Linked DNA regions of Hordeum vulgare: region 1 is linked to region 2. A link is a contact called in public Hi-C data. All regions are on one chromosome and are shown on one strand. The core of a region is the stretch at or near the end of the contact, and the rest is flanking DNA. Distances in the headings are between cores, read along the strand shown.

What was found. A called contact is a pair of places that touch in the nucleus more often than the background predicts.
Region 1: a Hi-C map of seedling shows a contact between it and region 2, with 4 times the contacts expected there. The contact joins the promoter of LOC123408820 here to the promoter of LOC123410663 in region 2. A contact is called at or near these places in 2 of 6 Hi-C or Micro-C datasets (leaf and seedling) and 1 of 1 datasets of contacts at active chromatin or transcription factors (embryo).

Annotation. Positions count from the first base shown.
Region 1 is chr7H:315,627,665-315,631,223 of MorexV3_pseudomolecules_assembly, reverse strand. LOC123408820 reads right to left here and starts at 2,183. Exons shown (of 5, transcript XM_045101861.1): 1 at 2,168-2,183; 2 at 1,601-1,899; 3 at 936-1,028; 4 at 734-803; 5 at 202-328. The coding sequence starts at 2,183. The coding sequence ends at 282.
Region 2 is chr7H:315,067,123-315,070,517 of MorexV3_pseudomolecules_assembly, reverse strand. LOC123410663 reads left to right here and starts at 1,479. Exons shown (of 3, transcript XM_045103606.1): 1 at 1,479-1,886; 2 at 2,943-3,047; 3 at 3,157-3,395. The coding sequence starts at 1,599.

The DNA of each region.
Region 1 (3,559 bases), core at 934-3,433, 560 kb before region 2:
AAATTCTCAAGAACACAAGACTAGAGACTTGTAAGTTTCTACTTGCACAAGTTTTAGAATGGAATCAAAGTACCCCAAGGACACAAGCACCAACCATATTGGGAAACAATGGATACAACATAACAAATTTCTAGAAACTGTTGGCTACGCTAGAGCAGAGCAGAGACGCGGTAAAGAAACAAGGGGAAGAAGGAAGTTGGCCTTGTGCTCGGGGTCTAGATGATGTCACCATCGAGGTCAAGGTCGTTGAGCTCGTCATGTCCCACACATCTTCATCCTCCTCATCGATGCCATCCATGGAACCAGAGGGTGCCTGATGTTGTTGCTTCTGCGAATCGAACAAGCAAAGAAATTAATTAGGCATCTCATCCGATCTGCTCAAAGCCACCTCATACACATCACCAGTTGCATCCAAATCAAAGAAACAAATAAATTCATTTGTACAGAGAAGTTTTCAAATTCCTTCAGTGGCAATTTTGGGTGATAATTGATATCACGTGCTAGATCAGTTAAAAACTGAAATAAGGTTCACACCTTGCAGATTCATCATATCAAGAAGGTTCAGACCTCATAGGGTCATCATATCAAAGACATTCAGACTTAGAAATTCATCATCATATCAGAGAGGTTCAAGCTTCAAAGCAAAATTCATCATATCAAAGACGGTAGGTGCACTTCATACCAAATAATGAACTGAAGCAGTGTTCTAGTAAACAGATCCAAAGGAACTCACGGTCGAGGTCGAGGTCATCCGGCTTGGGTGTGGGGTCATCCTTCTCGTCCATAGATGGTGGTTGCTGCTTCTGATAGAATCAAACAAACAAATAAGTTTAGGTAATGATAACATGCACAAACTGAAACACCATTCATCCATTCATTTAGTAGCAAAACAACATCTAGTATTAAAAGACACATAAACACAAATATGGGAATACCTTCAAATTGTAGTGAGTAAACAAGCTAAAATCCTCATAAAAAATCTTCATTGAGTTGTTAAACTGAATTTCGAGCATGGAAAACGGCACTTGCTGCATCCACATTGAACAAAATAAATAAATAAGTAAGGATTACAAATACAGCAAGCAACCATTCGGTCTTATAGAGGAGTTGTCAAATCCATTCTTCGGGCGGGTTCATTCAGCGGACAAACATCTGCAGTACAACACACTAGGTTGAAATCAATACGACGGACAATTCATTCTCCATGAAGGTCAAGCTCATAGCTAAAGAGAAAGAAGAACAGGGAGTTCAGAGAGAGAGGACGACTCACCATGGCTGCACGAACCAGCAGATGTTGCCTCCAGCTGGAGTGATGGCCATCCGGCGGAGCTTCAGGAGGGAGGGTGAGACGTTGTGTGCATATGGTACAGAGGGGAATGGTGTGGCGGCGGCTTCTCGAGTGAGTGGGAGGCGCTTCATCTGTTGGAGGGAGGGGGAGGCGCTGCAGTTGTAGGAGGGAGTCGGGCTGCTACGGGAGTCGGGACCGGCGACGGCGAAGACCGGGTCGTCGACGGATCTAAATCTGAGGCCGGAAGAGCGAGGGGAGCAAGCAGGGGCGGGTCGAGTGGCGGCAGGGCATGATGGGCGGAAGCTCACTTACCAGGCTCGACCGAGAACATGGTCCCCGGAATGAACCTAGCGCGGGTGTCAGGGCGGCGAGTGGGCCGACGGAGGTGGGGCGGCGAGGAGGCCGGCGGTTGCAGACCGATGGTGAGGCGAGGGTGCGGGAGCGAGGCTGTGGTGTTGTGGGACGGAGGGAGGGGGAGCCGCGGGCTGGGAGGGAGCGGCATGTGGTGGTGGTGCGGGCAGCGCGGGGTGGGAAGATTGGGGAGAGAGAGAGGTGGGGAGTGGGGGAGAGAGGTGAGGAGTGGGGGAGAGAGAGATATCGTCGGTGGGGAGCTCCGTTATGTGTCCATCGCCTAGTAGGGCCTGCCTAGGCTCTTCGTCGTCTGTCTTTTCAATCCTTCGTCCGTCAACACACGGCAAAAGAGCACACTGATGGCAAATGGTATCTTTGCCATCAGTCACCTCTTCGCCTTTTTTTTTGCCAGCTCACGACAAAGAGCTTCTTTGCCATCAGCCAGCAGACGGCACAGATTAGATAGATGGCAAATTCTGTGATTCATGTAGTGTATAAGACAACCTTAGGCACACCCCTTTATGCTACTCTGCTTCTCCCCCATCTCGTCAACTAAAGACCAGCAAGACCTAATGCACCAAGGATCCACCGCGATAGACAACTAACGTCAAAGACCTTGACTACAACCTACTCAACCAAGTGCAACCCCGTAGAGCTATGCTTTCCCTCAAAAACTGGAAACCCTTCCCCATAATTAACCTAGGTCTCACCAGTTACCCTAACTCAAACCTCTAACCATGAGTTTAATACACAGACTTGCCAGAACACTTGTTGAGCTTGAATAACCCCTTCTTAGCACTTGGTTCATTATGGCACAAGCGATCATAGTGAACAAACATACTTCATTCTTATGCTAGCACCAGAACCTGGATGCCATAGGGGAATTGGTTATGGATATGTGACTATGAGACAAATGATATGATATGACTATAATAGGTGTCTTTAGGATAGTGTTAAGACTCTTTGGTGGATTACGACATTATAATAGTGATGGGCGAACTTGGTGGATCAACAGTCGGTAGAATAGCAGAGATTACCTCTCCATTGAGAAAATTGGATTTAGTAGGATAACTCGGGACCACACGTTGAAAACTCTAGGTGGCATAGTAAGTTGATTTGTCAGTTATATTGGTGGAGTGATGAGGTTATAATAACGACTTGGAGGAGCAAGTACGAATTCTCGACGGACACGGGATTGGAAGTAAATTATGTGATCCTGATAGTGTTGGTGTTGAAGTAAGACTACATGGTTCAGAGTAATTTGGATTTAGTCCAATGATCTTGATCGTGATACCATGTTTCTTGGTGGTTGTTGATATAGGAAAACTATAAGTTGTCAAAATTGATTTAAATATCTATATAAGCTTGACCTTGGGGTTTAATAGATCATCATAATGGTAAGTTGTGGATCTACGGTAATAATAATCCTTGCCATGATATGAGGGTTATAGAAACTCAAGGTGGTCGTGTAGAACTCCATCGACATTGGATTTGTAGGGATAGTGGATCATGAGATGATCGATGGCATTTAGGGATCACTTGATTGGATTCGTAGGAATGAAATAAGATCTTGGATTTGTAGTATGTTATTCAAGCTTACCAGCTTGTATGATCCCGAAGATTTTTACATAGAGATACATGTGAGTGGGTTATAATATACATAATAGATGTTGGTTTAGTCCTTCTCTCAAACCTTGGAGGTGAATAACATAAGTGATGTTGGAGATATCTTATATATGGTACTTTTGATGATATTGGATGATTCTCTTTGCAGAATTAGGTAGGAATCCTCGCATTTAAGATCTATTCTCAAGGAAAGGACAAACATTTACTCACATCCTAAGCTCCATGAAACCCCGAAGTTTTACCAAGCCAACATATGGTCCGATTATTACCATAGGTCTTGGATCTAAGTCATTA
Region 2 (3,395 bases), core at 230-2,729:
AATAGAGCTTCTAGTGGTGATTTTTGCACTTTGAAGCCATCATAAGGAGAGGATGAAGGCTTGGACGAAATATACAAGATGTCACTTCATAAATTCGTCCATATGCTATTATAGGTGCCGCGTCATCTTATTTTTGGGCCAAACCCATGTAATTTCAAAATACTACATTATAGGCTATTTTTAGAGTTAGTATGTGTGGGAAAACCGAGTTAGGGTTGTGTTCGAACCCCTTCTCCAAGGGGCCACGAAAATCCCCCTCTATTCCCCCATATATACAACCTTTAGGGTACCGTTTAAATTTGGTTTTGTTTAGATTACAAGTTCGAGATAGCTGCAATTTCGCGTTCTTGGTTTGTGTTCTACGACCACACCAAGACGCCAGAGAACACCACTTTCATCAATAAGGATTTCCTCTTATATTCGCAATATCCAGATTGCAATTTTAGTTTCTTGCTTGTTCTTCGTTTGTGTGCAGGAAATAGACCTTGGTGGTTAGGTTAATTGTGCTCCGGCGTGGTCGAGGGGCGGACCCAGAAATTTTGTGGACTGGGGTCAAATAATCAGAGTGGGGGCACTTATTGTACAAATTTGAACAATTTCAAAAAAATCTTGTAAAATATAAGCAACTTTTACTGAAAATTTCAAAAATTGAGTGGGGGCCTGGGCATCCACTCAGCACTACGTAGGTCCGCCCCTGGAGTGGTCAATAACCTCTCGAAGTTGGTTTAGAGATCGCTAAGGCGCGACGTCCTCACACGTTCGTAGTCGGATCGTCAAAGTCTACTCCATCAAAAACGATAGCCACCATCTCATCCAAAGATAGAGACAACTTCGCCTTTATTAAAGGTGCACATCGACAAGCTCGAAACAACGACCACCACCACCCTTGTCGTCACTTCGCAACACGAGGCCACCACCACGAAGAACAATGCCCTCGTCGCTGCGGCCATGAAGCATGCCCTACTCTACCTAAGGTTTCTTAACCCATGCCAGCACGAGGTCGTCGCTGCCGTCATGGCCGCGAAGCACGGGCTCGACGACCATTCGTCCGCTACGATCGAAGTTGGCGCGCATGTCCACCACCAAGCAACGTCCGGCTTTCCTACCCGCATGTAAGCCTCCTGTTTCTTCACCCATCACGGGGACTGTTCGTTAGCATGAAATGTGTGATGTTTTTTTAAAGATGGCTTGGCCGCGAGCATGAACTCTGGTTGATGGCATGATCTCTACCGCAGACTTTTTTAATTTTAAATTGCTTTCTATGCAGATGAGAATTAAATCGACCGATTGGGATTACGGATCCGACATAATGAGACAACGAACACCTAGCCGATCTAAATGAAAAAGAAAGAGATAAAGTAGGCGTCCTTTGGGTTGGGGCGTTGGATTTGGTCTAAACCGTTGTCATTTTTCTTTCTTTTTTAAAGGAACCGTGGTCCTTTTTCTTCATTGACTGTATGGCCTTTTTTTTTTGTTGATTGCAAGTGTTCGTTGGTAGCTTACCAAGCTAGCTCCCTCTCATTTCCGTCGCCGCCGCCTCCAACGGCTCTCCTCTCCGCCCCCATGTTTACACCACCGCCGGAACCCTAACCCCCACAATGCCGCGCTCTGCCATCTCGCTCCGCGTTCCGAGCCGCCGCCGGTTTCTGAAAACCCCCATCGCCCCCTCATCCGTCAACTACTCATCTGCTGCCAGCGGTCGCCCAGGCGGGCCCTGTACCCCGAAGCTGCGATGGAGCTTCAGGGAGAGCCAGGAGGGCGTCAGCGAGCAGAAGGCGCCGATCGCTTCGTCCGTCAGGCGGCTTGGAGCCGCGGTGTGGCGCCTGCGGCCGTCGGAGGAGGCGCCCGCCGTAGAGCGTCAGGGAAAGTCTCGTGTCGACCTTGAGGTACATAATCCCATCCCTACGACATCTTCTCCAATGAAGAAAATGCTAAACCCTAGATCAATTAGTATTCTCGAATTATCGCTAATGTCGTTGCTAATCTGGCGTTGCGGAGGTGAATCCAGGACACCGATGCCCGCATTAAAGCGCGCTATCTAGTGCACCACCGTACAACCATCCATTCTTGCTCGTGGCGGGCAGCAATTAATGGCCGGCCGTTGAGGCGTCGGGTTCTACCAAATCGAAGCATAGATCCCCACATTTATTGCTGTTAGCTATGCTAGAGATCGTTGGGAGTGACATTAATTGGCTGCCCGTCCATGGGCGCATTTCTTGTGAGCTAATCTTGCAAGGTTCGCATTGATCATTAGTGTATGGATGTACCTTGTCCTTGCAAGGCTCTTCATGCAGGAGTACATCATTTTAGGTGCTTTTAGTGGAGTTGCTATCACCTCACCAGGTGGTCTAGTGTAAAGTACTCTGCGATTGTGATAAAGAGAAAGTTTGGGCTGGGAAGTTTCCTCTCACCATTTTCTCCACTTATGTTGTATGTCGAAGTGAAGGGCTTAATTCCTACAATGCAGTAGAAATTTTCTCACGATCCAGTTAGTTGATTATGTAAATTGCCAACTATATCTAGTTTTTAGCTACCATGTTGCTGCAGTCGATTAAGTGACCAACAAATTCTTCCTTGTCTGTTGGTATTCAGAAATATCTCATCAGTGTGTTGGCTCATGCTGATTTAATTTGGAGGGCGTTATGCGGTCCACTGATATTGTTCGTTCCTGAAAAAGTCTGGCTGATCCCAAGCAGTGCAACTGCCAGGGTTTTTATCGGCACATCTTTATATAACTGCTGTCCTCTTATGCTTTGTGTTTTCTTTGCTGAGAAGTTATGATACGTCTTAGATCTTTTCTTGTTTAGCCATATAACATCTTGCTGCTCTGACCGAATGAAAGTGAACGATGACTTTTCATTAGACTTTGACAATTCGTTGCGCCTGTCCTCACTTCTTGGTCACATTTACTTGTATGGCAGTTTATACCGAGACATCTGCAGGTCCAGCTTCTCAGGAAGCATCATCTTGGTCACAAACATGGTCTGAAGGTTGAGACTTCAAGCCCCAATTCCGTTTTGGAGCAACACAGCGAAGAGCTCCACAAAGTAAAGCTAGAATTTACTTGGTTAAACTCCTGTGGCTTTGTCTCGTGCGCGGCTTGCTCACTGGCACCTAAACTGGTGTACAATTAATTTTGTGGATTTAATTGTGTAGGTTCAACTTCATCTAGCCCCAGCTTTGATGCCAATCACCACCTTGGAGAATGCAACAAAGTGGGAGTCTGAGAGCGTAAAGGGGGATGAATTGGATGGTGCCTATGTGATTGCCAACCAACTTGATCTCATTGAAAAACAGCAAGGGCAAACTCATGCTAATATACTCCACATGGAGCTCCAGCGTGCGCAAGATAGGGTCGACAAGCTAGAAGCTGAGCGGTCGTCAGCTAAGAAGCA